Linked DNA regions of Zea mays: all the other regions are linked to region 1. A link is a contact called in public Hi-C data. All regions are on one chromosome and are shown on one strand. Each heading gives the region's core, a stretch centred on a gene start, on an enhancer-like site or on the middle of the called end of the contact. The rest is flanking DNA. Distances are from core to core; before and after follow the strand shown. Region 1 holds the start of LOC100381672. Region 2 has its middle 20 kb from the start of LOC100285117. Region 3 holds the start of LOC103627167 (U-box domain-containing protein 73).

What was found. Hi-C and Micro-C count contacts between places; a contact is called where the count stands out from the background.
Region 2: a contact with region 1 is called in a Hi-C map of leaf, with 4 times the contacts expected there. The contact joins the enhancer-like site here to the promoter of LOC100381672 in region 1. A contact is called at or near these places in 6 of 25 Hi-C or Micro-C datasets (ear, endosperm, leaf and 2 more).
Region 3: a Hi-C map of ear shows a contact between it and region 1, with 3 times the contacts expected there. The contact joins the promoter of LOC103627167 here to the promoter of LOC100381672 in region 1. A contact is called at or near these places in 13 of 25 Hi-C or Micro-C datasets (bundle sheath, ear, leaf and 4 more) and 1 of 3 datasets of contacts at active chromatin or transcription factors (leaf).

Annotation. Positions count from the first base shown.
Region 1 is chr5:164,688,413-164,692,286 of Zm-B73-REFERENCE-NAM-5.0, reverse strand. LOC100381672 reads left to right here and starts at 2,278. Exons shown (of 28, transcript NM_001174485.1): 1 at 2,278-2,680. The coding sequence starts at 2,437.
Region 2 is chr5:164,875,605-164,879,478 of Zm-B73-REFERENCE-NAM-5.0, reverse strand. No RefSeq gene overlaps it. Among protein-coding and RNA genes, the nearest start is that of LOC100285117, 20 kb to the left of the region's middle. Within about 2 kb of position 1,703, at least 7 of the 20 cell types and tissues checked have an H3K27ac peak or open chromatin away from gene starts, as enhancers often do. A contact at or near this core is called in ear, leaf and tassel, where this site is marked.
Region 3 is chr5:164,817,916-164,821,789 of Zm-B73-REFERENCE-NAM-5.0, reverse strand. LOC103627167 (U-box domain-containing protein 73) reads right to left here and starts at 2,162. Exons shown (of 3, transcript XM_008647470.4): 1 at 1,321-2,162; 2 at 585-641. The coding sequence starts at 1,818.

The DNA.
Region 1 (3,874 bases), core at 1,029-3,528:
AGTGAGAACAATCACATGGCTGTCATCTAGGTTCAAAACTTAATACATCCACACCATCGCTGCTGCGCTTGAGATGCCGAGGAACGAAACGGCTGCTGAGACTGACCGAGAGACAGGCGAAGTTATGTCTGCCATTTCCTTCCAGCATATGCTAAAACAAAACAAATGCTTGACATTAATAGAGCAACTATCACACTTACATAGGTAACATCATTTTCTTCAAAGGTATTTCACATATTAAGTTTATCAACAATAGTTCTCCTTCTCTAGAAGAGGAAGCAGGGGAAAAGTAGTTAATCAGATATTGGACAAGAATTTCTAGTGTACCTAGTAATGAACTCGACCGAGAGACGAGCGAAGTTATGTCTGCCATTTCCTTCCAGCATATGCTAAAACAAAACAAATGCTTGACATTAATAGAGCAACTATCACACTTACATAGGTAACATCATTTTCTTCAAAGGTATTTCGCATATTAAGTTTATCAACAACAGTTCTCCTTCTCTAGAAGAGGAAGCAGGGGAAAAGTAGTTAATCAAATATTGGACAAGAATTGCTAGTGTACCTAGTAATGAACTCGGGATCAAGATAAAAAAACTCATTAATTCTTTTGAGCTGACACAACATTAAGGGTCGTACATGTCGTAGTACCTGTCGTCGTACCTGAGCCCTGTTGGATTGGATCACCCACGCACGCAGCAGATCCAAAACGCCCTGTCACTCAAATCCAAGGAATCAGCTAGTATTTGGCGTGATGGTGCCCAGTCTCGAGGAGTAGTTGCAGGATCTCGCCATGCCAAAACAATCAGAGCATCAGGGGGAGGCGATTGATCCACCCACTCGCTAAGATGAGTCCCTTGTTCCTGCAGCAAAGGCGCATCACGAATTTGTTAAATGCGAGCATGCAGATGTGATGCGTCGCCATACCGCTATCTCATGGAGTGAGGAAGGAAGAGAGACAAAGCACACCTATATCTGCTTGGAGAAGGAGGGCCCCGCGGCGGAGGCAGAGGACGGCGAGCTCTTGATGCGGAAGATCATGTACGTCAGCGGGAGTACCACGCCGCTCATCATGATCGCTGCCCCCACCAGGTACCTCACCGGCGAAGGCGCCCCCACCTCCAAACATCGATACTCGACGGCAAGCGGGGGAGGAAGGCAGGCGCGGCTAGGGTTGGCAGCGTGGTGTCGTCAGCGACGCTCGTGTACGGCTCACGACCCTGAGGGTCCAAGGTGACGCTCTCTGGCCACCGCATCTCGCCGCAGAACCGCCAGTTCGCGCATCGTCGTCCTCCTTCTCCTCACAGCCCGGGGTTGAAGCAGACGGCTGGGGGCGCGACGGTCGCAGATCCGAAGACGGGGTGTGGGGAAGAAGGCGCGGCGGTCACGAACCTGCGGGGGGAGGGGATGGGGGCGGACCTGAGCGGGGGTGGGGTGCGTGGGGGTCACGGAGGCGGGGGCGGGGGCATGGTCTACATTAGACTCTTAATAAGTAGTATAGAAACCATATGGACCCTTCATCTTCCTTCACACGCACCTATGTGGTCACCTAAAATAATGCTTGACACTGTAGACTATACTTTTTATAGAGTGAAGTTTGAATATGAGTATGGAGATGACTAAGTGCCACTTTGGAAGCACCCAATTTTTAAGAAACTGGTTTTATGAAACTGAGGTGGTTCCAAACATACTAGTTTATGTCCCAGTTTATAGAAACTGGATTCTCAGTTTCTTAAATACCAAGAAGCTAGCCCCTCTAGCTAAAGCCAATATATAAAAATTGAGTGGTTCCAAACACCATTAATCAATTTTTATTTCCTAAACCAGTTTCTAGAAACAAGAGATAGAATCTGGATTCTTAAAATCTAGGGGCTTGTTTGAGAACTTTATTTCTCAAAACCACAGTTTAAAGTACTACTGTTTAATATATGCTACGAGCCTATGATATAACTATGATATATTTTATACCAGTTCAATCTAACACCTGTTTGGAGACATATTATTTTAATTATAATGTAGGAAAAAGAGAATATTGTAGCTGTGTGCAGCATAAAACTTTGATATAAACTAATTATTTATCCTAAACATCTTTGACCTAAATTACTATGGTACGCTCAAAATACTACGGTATTATTTTAGAATTAAGAAAATACAGTGCTCCAAAACATGCCACAAGTTGCTTCCGAACAGTGACAAAAGGCCGAAACAAACAGCCCATCTCTCTCCTCATATAAAATTCGAAGCATCCTGCCGTGCGTCCCCGAAGTTCCGAGTCCCCATTCGGTCCCCCCCCTCTGCTCTCTCGAAGCCTCCAGGCTCCAGAACCCCCACCCCCTCTCCTCTCGCGCCGCGAGGGGTTGATCCGTCCGGCGATCTGGGCCCTCCGGCCGGCGCCCGCGCCTGGGAGGCTTTTCCTTACCCGCCGCACGGGCGGAGATGCTCTCGCTCCAACAGCAGCACGGCGGCGCTGTCGCCGCCGGCGGCGATGCGCGCCACCACGCACCGCAGCCGTCGGTGCTCGGTGGAGGCGCGGACTGGCTAGTGTTCGGGGGCCGCGCCGACCTGGAGGAGCCCGCGAGGAATGCCCCGTCGCCCGCCTTGTTCCTTCTTCCGCCCGCGGGGCTCGATGACAGGGCGGCCCAGCCCGAGCCCAATCCCAAGCCCGCACAGCTCGCAGGAGGTGACTCTAGCTGCAACCGATTTTTTTGTCGCCTTTTCTCTTCGGAGATTGTGGCCGTCCGTGTTTAGGGGAAGTCGAGTTTGTGTTCTAAGATCTATCGGTATTCGGTTTTCCCCAATCTCTACTGGTACCGGTAGATTTGGAAACGTCCTTTTTCCCATGAAAATCATGAAAATAAGAATACTAGTACTATGTTGGTGTCACTGCAGAGATTCGATGGTGTTGCTATCGTCTTTTACTTTAAGTACCTATTATATATATATACATATATATATATATATATATATATATATATATATATATATACATATATATATATACATATGCATATTTATTTATTTATTTATTTATTTATTTATTCGATTGTGTTGATTTGGATTAGAAATTGCAACTTGTAGGCGATCGTGCCGACTGTTTCGACTTTGGACTGGGAGAAGTGGGCACAAAAGGTTCATAGGAGAATATTATAAGCTATCTTTATTTCTAGTGGTCTATATTCTGTATGGGGTTCACACGCCTTTTACTCCAGTCCATCTTTAGAAAATTGCAATTTTGGAGGTGGCTTGTATTAGCAGCATAACTTTCTGGAAACTTCATGTTATATCCTTCAGTTCCAGAAACATTCTTCTATCAACTGTATCGGCTGCTTGTTTAAATCTGGTAAACTGCAATCAAGAGTTTTAGATTAATATGAGGGTGATCAAATGTTGATGCTGTTATGCCATTCGGAGTTGTCAACAGGACTAGTATATTCATCCCAGGGCTTAGTGAGGATATTGATGGTAGTCACAACTTGGTGGCGATCTCTGACCAATTATTTGCTGTTATGCTAAACTTTGAAAAAACATTGTATTTGTGGAGACATGCACATCCACACATTTGTGGCATTAACAATTAGTTTAGATTTATTTATAGATCTGTTAGGGTTTGCATATTTGCAAGAAGTTAATAAGTATCATCTGTTCCTAGCATGAGTTGAATGGTTGAATTACATCGTGGATTTCACTGTTTTTAATTCTTCACTGAAGCTTATTCCAACTTGCTTGTGAACAAAAGGCTTCAATGTCCTTATTAGTCGATTTGCCATATATTATAGCTTTGTTCTCCAATGTTTCAATGTGATTCTGGTGATTCATGTTTGTGCGAAGCTTATGCTTTACTTCTAAGTTATATGTGAAGATTTATATGAAAACT
Region 2 (3,874 bases), core at 454-2,953, 190 kb before region 1:
AAAAGTGAGCTTTATAATCTTTTTGGACTGAAGGAGTATACTAAAGTAAGTCTTTATAGCGTCTTGGTATTGTGCTATGTTGCTATCGGATTTTGCAGCATATCCTGCGCTTGAACAAAATAAATTTTCTGGTAACAATTCAGTTTTGAATTGGAAATCCTAAACCCACCGATAGAGCGGCATGCCGCATACACGAGGTGCAATTGAATGTAAAAATATGTATGTGGTCTGTGTGCTGCCCGCTTATTTATACCATTATATAATTTACCAGTTTACACTTTATAAAATACATCTAAACAAATCACCTCACATCTATAACCTCCACTAAATTTACCAAATAAATTGAACTCAGGCTTAACACATCATTAAAATCAACGTTTCATATTGCTGGATAACATTCTCTTTATTAATCACTCAAATTCAGTGGATAATATTATTTAAATCATTCTTCATCCCTCTCCCACGTGACCCTGATGTCCCCTTCCCCTCACTCGTGCCACAGTCGACACTTGCCTTCCCTTTCGCGGAATCGTAGCGTTAGCACATGCTATATGCTACTATATTTTGATTTACTAGTGCAGACTCGTGCATTTTTACGGTTTTTATATATCAATTAGATAGACCTTACTTAAATGAGATATTTATTCAAACACGATCTAAACTTATAGATTTCTAGATTGCATCAAAGGAAGACAACCGAGAACTAGGACAGGGTCTATGCAAACCGGTAGTCAGCACGCCTCTAGATCAAACCAAACCAATTTTGAGTTAGGTGTGTGACGATGTCATCCTTATCGGCTCGCGGGTCCGGCAGTACACCTCGCGCATATCTAAACACACGCTCCAGGGGTCGGATCGCGTGAATTGGTGCACCCACGATTTTGCCCTAGAGACGATGGGCGGCGATGTGGTAAGGAGAGGCGGAGACAATAGACAACGAGGTATATGATGTGGGGTAAGACAAGATGAAGTTTTTTCTCGATTTTTTTCACGCTTGCGAGATCAGGGATAATGAGGGTGGAGGTACTAGACTATAGATCACAAAATGGGGCGTGACTGATGGGCTATCTGAGGTACGGTCCATTTAATAGTGTTGCAGCCCAGCCTAGCTTGACATGAATCAAACTGAACCCATGTCGGTTTGGTCGGAGAACTGTGTTGTGCCATGGCTTATTACAATATTTACAATATTTATTTTTTATATCACAAAAGTTAATGAACTCTAGTGGTTAGATGCCATGGCTTACTACTTCGACGTCTTGGAAGCGAACTGGCGTCTAGTTGAATTGGTTAGGTGGTCTGAGTAGCACTCCTCAGGTCCTGGGTACGACTATCTGTGGGAGCGAATTTTAGGCTGTGGTTAAAAAATCTCCTCGTCTGCCACACGCCAAAGCATAAGGTCTAAGGCTCGTCCTCGGTCGCGGTCGTTCTCACATGGGCTTCGATGCTAGTTTGTATGGGTGGAGCAGGGGTTCGGGAGTTTTCTCGACCTCTCTGAGAAGGTCTTCTTCTTATAATACAATACTCGGGGCTGTCTTACCCCCGCAAGTCGAGTTTTTTACTTCGACGTCTTGGGAAAATCCAGCGCCCCACACATGTTTTTTTCACGGTATTATTTTCGCGGTGGGAGTTGGGAGGGATGCAACGCTCGACATCATGCAGATAGGCTTGTGGATCCGGATCCTCGGCAGTCACGCAGTCGACTGCCAGGAAGCTGACAGGTGGGGTCTCCCAGCGTCGACGCGTGAGAGCAATCGACTGCCGAGGATCCCAATCCGTGTGGATAAACTTTAACTTAAATAGTACATATAGCGATAGAAGTGAAACCTTATAATTTGTGGTAATATTTAATCAAATTAAATGTAGGTTTCTTTTCTTTAGAAAATGAACATAGGAGATAAATTAAATGGCTTACCAGCTCACCGGATCCAACCGAAGCAGCCCACCAGGTAAGGCCTTGTTTGGTTAAATCCATCCCGGCCTGGATTCACCTGGATCAGGGTTCAATCCAGGCCACATTTCAAGCCCATAAAAAACTAGACCAATTTAATTTTTTTGTTCGGTCAGCCTATCTATGGATTCTGGCCCAACCACCTGGATTTTTTTTCAGTAGGGATGACCAGGATTGCATCCAGACCTAGCTCCCTCTGGAATAAAACCCACGAGGCGACGACATGGTCGTCTCCCCGAGGGCGATGGCACGCCTCTCATGTTTGGATTAAACGAACAACATGTTTGGATTAGAGTCATGGATTTAATTCTAGTATGGGATTGGGTGAGGGGTATGGATTCACCCAATCCAGCTTTGGATTAAATCCATGATGGAATTTATTTTATCCCCAACAAACCGAACAAGACCTAACTGATTGATACACTGGGAAGCAACCAACTAGAGAACCAATCGCACCAGCTACACGCGATTAAATGAGTTGATCCGTCCGTCGTCCGCAATACATAACATCAAATATTTAGTCATAGTTCAGTCATTCAAGATTTACTTCAGCAATTCAAAGTTTGCTTCGACCATTCAAGGTTTACTTCAACATACATCAGGAACAAATATGCAGCAATTCAAGTTTTTCTTTACCCATTTAAGGTTAACTTTAACACACAACAACAAAAAATATTAAGACATTCAAGGTTTATTTCAATGTAGAATTGGAACAAATATTTAGCCATTCATGGCGCATGGCACAAGTTCGGTCACGTTGCCCTTCGTCTTCCCTGTCTTCGATGTAAACATACAACTACCGAACCGCTGCACCAACTTATCCACTGTCTTCTTCTGCTAATGCAAACAATAGTTATTGGTAAAAATCTCAACAGATGGAGACCCTCCATAGGTCATCGTCGCTCACACAAACTTGCTGAGCGTGATAATGGCATCGGGAGTGAGCTAATGAAGATGAACTCCAAACTTCTCCAATACCTCAACCACGAAGTCATGGTACAACAGGTGAAGGCCATCAACGAAAAAGTCCTCGAAAACCACCCTCCTCATGGCTACGATGAAGCCTCCAATCCGGAGGCCTAACCAGCCGTCGCTAGAAAATATCCCATGCGCTCCATCGCTCTAATTCAGCGCTCCAAGTGCCAGGACTGTCCAAGCTCGAAAGTCTCCCCATTCCTAACTATCAAAGTCTTGAAGATGTCATCCATTGGTGGAAGTACGATGTCATCCGAGCCCGAGGAAGTTGAACTATTCGTCGGGGTTAATTTAACCGGTGACACGATGGAACTGGTAGGGTCGGTGAGAGGGGAAGAAGCAGGTTCCATGGCATGTTGGGAGTGGCTTCATCCAACTGTCTTGATCCTCGCTAGTCTAGTTGTCGAGCGACGGCAATCGCCGTCGGTAGAGCATAGACGATAAAAAAAGCGTGAGTGGAAAGGTGCAACAGTAAAAGTCGTGAGAGTAGGTGTAAAAACCCTACTACTGTCTTACCTTATATATGGCCACAAAACCGTACATTAATGGTCAAATCTCCTGCCCCCGGATCAGCTCAATTGACAATCGAGGACAACATTCACATCCTTCGTGCAAGACTTCAGGATCGACCCATCAAGTTGAGGCTCCCCTCGGGGGACTACTGTTAGGGCGAAGGTCGAACGTAACCTCAATCATGTTCATCGTTGACCCCGTTTGCGTACGCAGGGTACAAGAACAACGCAAATAGGTTCTAGGAACGAAGAATACGACAGTCTGCTCGACTCAGGGTCCATGGGCAAAGGGGGCTCGATCAACAACAGAGACGTTGGGTCAAAGGGGTCAAAGGCCCTCAAGAGCACGCTCTCCTCCCTCGCTCTAGAGCGGCCAACCTAGACCAAGGCAAAGGCTTAGATCTATCGACGGGCAACCGCTCCCTCACGACGTCGT
Region 3 (3,874 bases), core at 913-3,412, 130 kb before region 1:
TGATTGACTCAGAAATACATCCAATTAATGCATATAATATATACATATTGCGTGGTAAATATGAGCTTTCCATTGTTTCTCGAATATTTGTCGTCCGTTAGTTCATTTTTGTACTAAAACGGTACAAATAAAAAAGAACGGAGAGAGTATATAATATGATCAAAATTATTATGGTGGACATTAAAAACTTAACAGGTCCTATAAACCCAAGCATTGCAAGTCCGTATAGTCCACACTGAGACTAGCGCATCCTAAGTATACTTCACAGTTGCACAGGTCACTGGTAATGGAACAATTTAGTCCTTGTGTTTTTTAGTCCAAAAACTGGTAACAGAACAAAATACATGTGGAAACCGACCAACTTTGGCTTATTTGGATAAAATGTTAAAGAATTGAAAAGAATAACCAAACTGACACAAGGGCACAAGAGCAGAAGCATGAGAGAAATACCACTATACAGCAGATTATCAACAGAAATGAAAAAGGTAACTGATAGTGTGGACTGTGGAATTCATATGGCCAAAACAAAGCGAAGTATCCGCCGGGAATTGCAAAGAAAAAACTGAAATGAGAAGGGTGCTTACATGTCCAGACGTCAGGATGAGCGGATCAGCAATAATATCTCTCTCCAGTTGTGATATCTGTAAATAAATCACTGTTGTGAGATCTATTTAATGTAAAGAACAGGAATAATACAAAACTCCTAAAAAGAACTGTTGGCGGACTACACCTAACTCAGTCAAGACTCAAGAGTGCCTTGTCATTAGAAGGAGCAATGAGCATCTCTAACTGCTTATTGGTGCAAAGCAAAGTTATTAGCCCGTCCCCACATTCCAGCCATCAAGAAACTAATAAAGGACTACACCAAACACTTGAGACTGTCAATGTATCAAGAACTTTAAGAACCGATAAGGGCATGCACAAACCTGAGACGTTGCTTCGGGTTTCTAAGTACAAGAGACACTTAAGATACTCTGATATAATTCTGAGCCTCTAGACTATAAATACAGTTAAGAAACAATATGCATAGAGTTGTGTAGTTTTCCAAATACAAGAGACACTTAAGAGACTCTGTGATACAACTCTGAGCCCTAAACTATAAATACAGTTAAGAGACAATATGCATATAGAGTCACGAAGAGAAGAGTCTGTCTCTTGCAATTTTTTTCATCTAACCCATAGAGACCTCAAGAGACCCATATTAAACATTGGTTTTTTAAGGTGGTTCCATATTAAATGGATTGTACATGCTTTAAGAGAGACAAGGCAGAACGCAGCATGAGCCAAAGACAAGAAGGCAGAGCAATCTATGATACGTACATTACCATGAGGCCATTTGGACCTGAACTCGGCAGGCAACACGGGGACTCTCTCCCTCCCTTTGAAGGAGACATCCATGAGGCCCTTCATAGCAAGCTCCATATCAACAAACGCCCCGCTGTTCTGGCCTCCCTGGATTCTCGCCAACGCGGACTTCATCATGGTCGCCGCATGGACAGACCTGTCCTGAGCCGCGGGCTGCACGTCGTCTCCCTCGGCACCTGCTTCCGACGGATGCCTGGGCGCGGAACTCGCGACGTCGGCACCCTCCTTAGCGCGCTCCTGCTCTTCTCGCTGCGTGCCTACCAGAACTCCAGGCGACGGGGGAGCGGTCGTCAAGGCAGCGGAGTCATTCTTGCTCTTCTTGGACGCATTCCCGAGCAGCCGCCTCCACAGCGGTACATTGGTGGCTTGCTTGGCCGCGTAGCTCCTCTCTATCGCCCTCTCCACGGAGCGGAGCAACTCCTCCTCTTTGGACGAAAGCCTCGGGGAAGACATGGCGCCTGTCCTTCTAGGACTCTTGCCCTGCTAAGTCGAGGCGAATGAGGAGGTGGTGGTGGCCTGGTAGGTTCTTGGTTTGTGAGTTGGTTTCTGGACGGAAGAGTCGATGACGACGTTGGGTTCAGGGCAATATATATAGGGGAGGGCGAGAAGCGGTGGTGGTTTGCCTATGAGGATAGCGCGGCGCGGCGAGATCGATCAGACATTTCGTCGAGCACGAAGCACATAAGGACTAAGGTCTCGTCCTTTCCTCGATCGCCTGCGGGCTGCGGCAATACCAGCGTGGCAGCGTCCGAGACAGCGACGGCATTCGCCGCTCGCTGGAGACAGGCAATTGTGCGTGCTCCGCCGCGGGCAGTAAGGCATGCCGTCGGCAGGTGGGACCGTGGGAGGCTTGCGTGAGGCAGTGCGGGACTGCGGGGAGGGGGAGTGACCGAGGGGCAGGATGTGCGAGGTGCGACATCTGGGAGCGAGCTGCGAGCAAGTCTGGTTTGCGCGAGTGCTTTTGCGACAGCGAACGAGGTGTGCATGCTCGACAACCGACATGGTTACGACCCAGTGTCGAAACACCATGAGGGCGACGTTTGTGGAAGTTCGCTCGAACAACCTAAGGGCATATAGAGTGGAAGATACCATATCGGTTCTCTAAACATAAACGACAACTAAAACACTCTATTATACAATAAAGTGTTTATAAATATAGTCTATTAATAAATACAAAAGTGAATGTGTCTTTAGAGCATCAGATTGATATAACAGACGACAAATTCGTACCAGGGAAGTAAAGGCATCTGTTACTACTTGTTATGAGTCAGAGATGTCTCTTAACGAAGGGACGACTATATGATTTTTTTTTTGCAAATTTCCCTTTAGACACCTCAAAAAACCTCTATATTAAACACCATTGTACATGGCCTAAGCAGCAACATGGCTACCCTGATAGAGGAGTCATTCTACTCAGCAAACGACCTGACGAGTTAGGCCCTGTTTGAAAGCAACCTAGTTTTTAAGAATCTAGTTTATATCTACAATTTCTAGAAACTGGTTAACGGTGTTAAGAACCACCTCAGTTTTCATAAACTGCCTTTAGCTAGGTGAGACTAGATTCTTGGTTTTTAAGAAACCGATAATCCAATGTCTATAAACTAGTATGTTTGGAATAAACTAGTTTCTTAAAAATCGGGTGTTGTTTGGAATAAACTAGTTTCTTAAAAATCGGGTGCTTCCAAACAGGCTCTAGTCGAGCATGAGGTTGGACCGTTGGAGTCGAGATCATGGTGTTGTGCGATGTCAGAATCGAACCTAGTCATGGACGGCAGTGTGAATGGGGACAAGAATTATGTGATCTAACCTCTAGCTTGTTTGGTAGCCACGAGAATGGAGGGGATTTGAGAGGTTAAGGACATGTTTGGCATGGCTCTACTCCACCCTAAAATAGCTCTGCTCAAATTCTAGAACGGAGCATATCTACTTCAGAGTTTAGATTGCTTTCTCATAAACACTGGCAATGGTGGGTAAATACCTTTAAACTACATGTTTAGGTTGTCTTTTAAGGATTTTAGAGCTGTAAAAGGAGTACTCCAAAAATTTGCACTTTAGCTCTTAAAACTCTATAGAGTTTGCAACTCTCGAGTTAGAGTGTTTGGTTGACTCTATCCAGCACCTCTGGAGTTTTGCTCTGGAGCTATGCCAAACACCCCTAAAATCCCTTTACTATTTAATTTTAAATAATAAGGTGATTTTAACCCTTTCAATTTCCTTCTTCCAAACATGCGGTAAGGCTGCCTTCGATGGTATTGCTCCCATGTGGAGGAACACTCACACACTGTTTTCCCTAGATGGCTCAAAAGATTCCCCGCAAACGAGCGTGGATGAACAAATTCCCGACACATGTGACGTAAAGAATATACGCCCGAAAACACCGTTTTAGCTAATTGATGACGCGAGTGAAGTTTACAGGCACATATAGAGGAAGTCGACGAGCAGACAAGCGCATGCGCTGGAGCGTCGAGTCGCTGGTGTCGCTCGTTTAGGGCCTCTCGTCCAGCACACG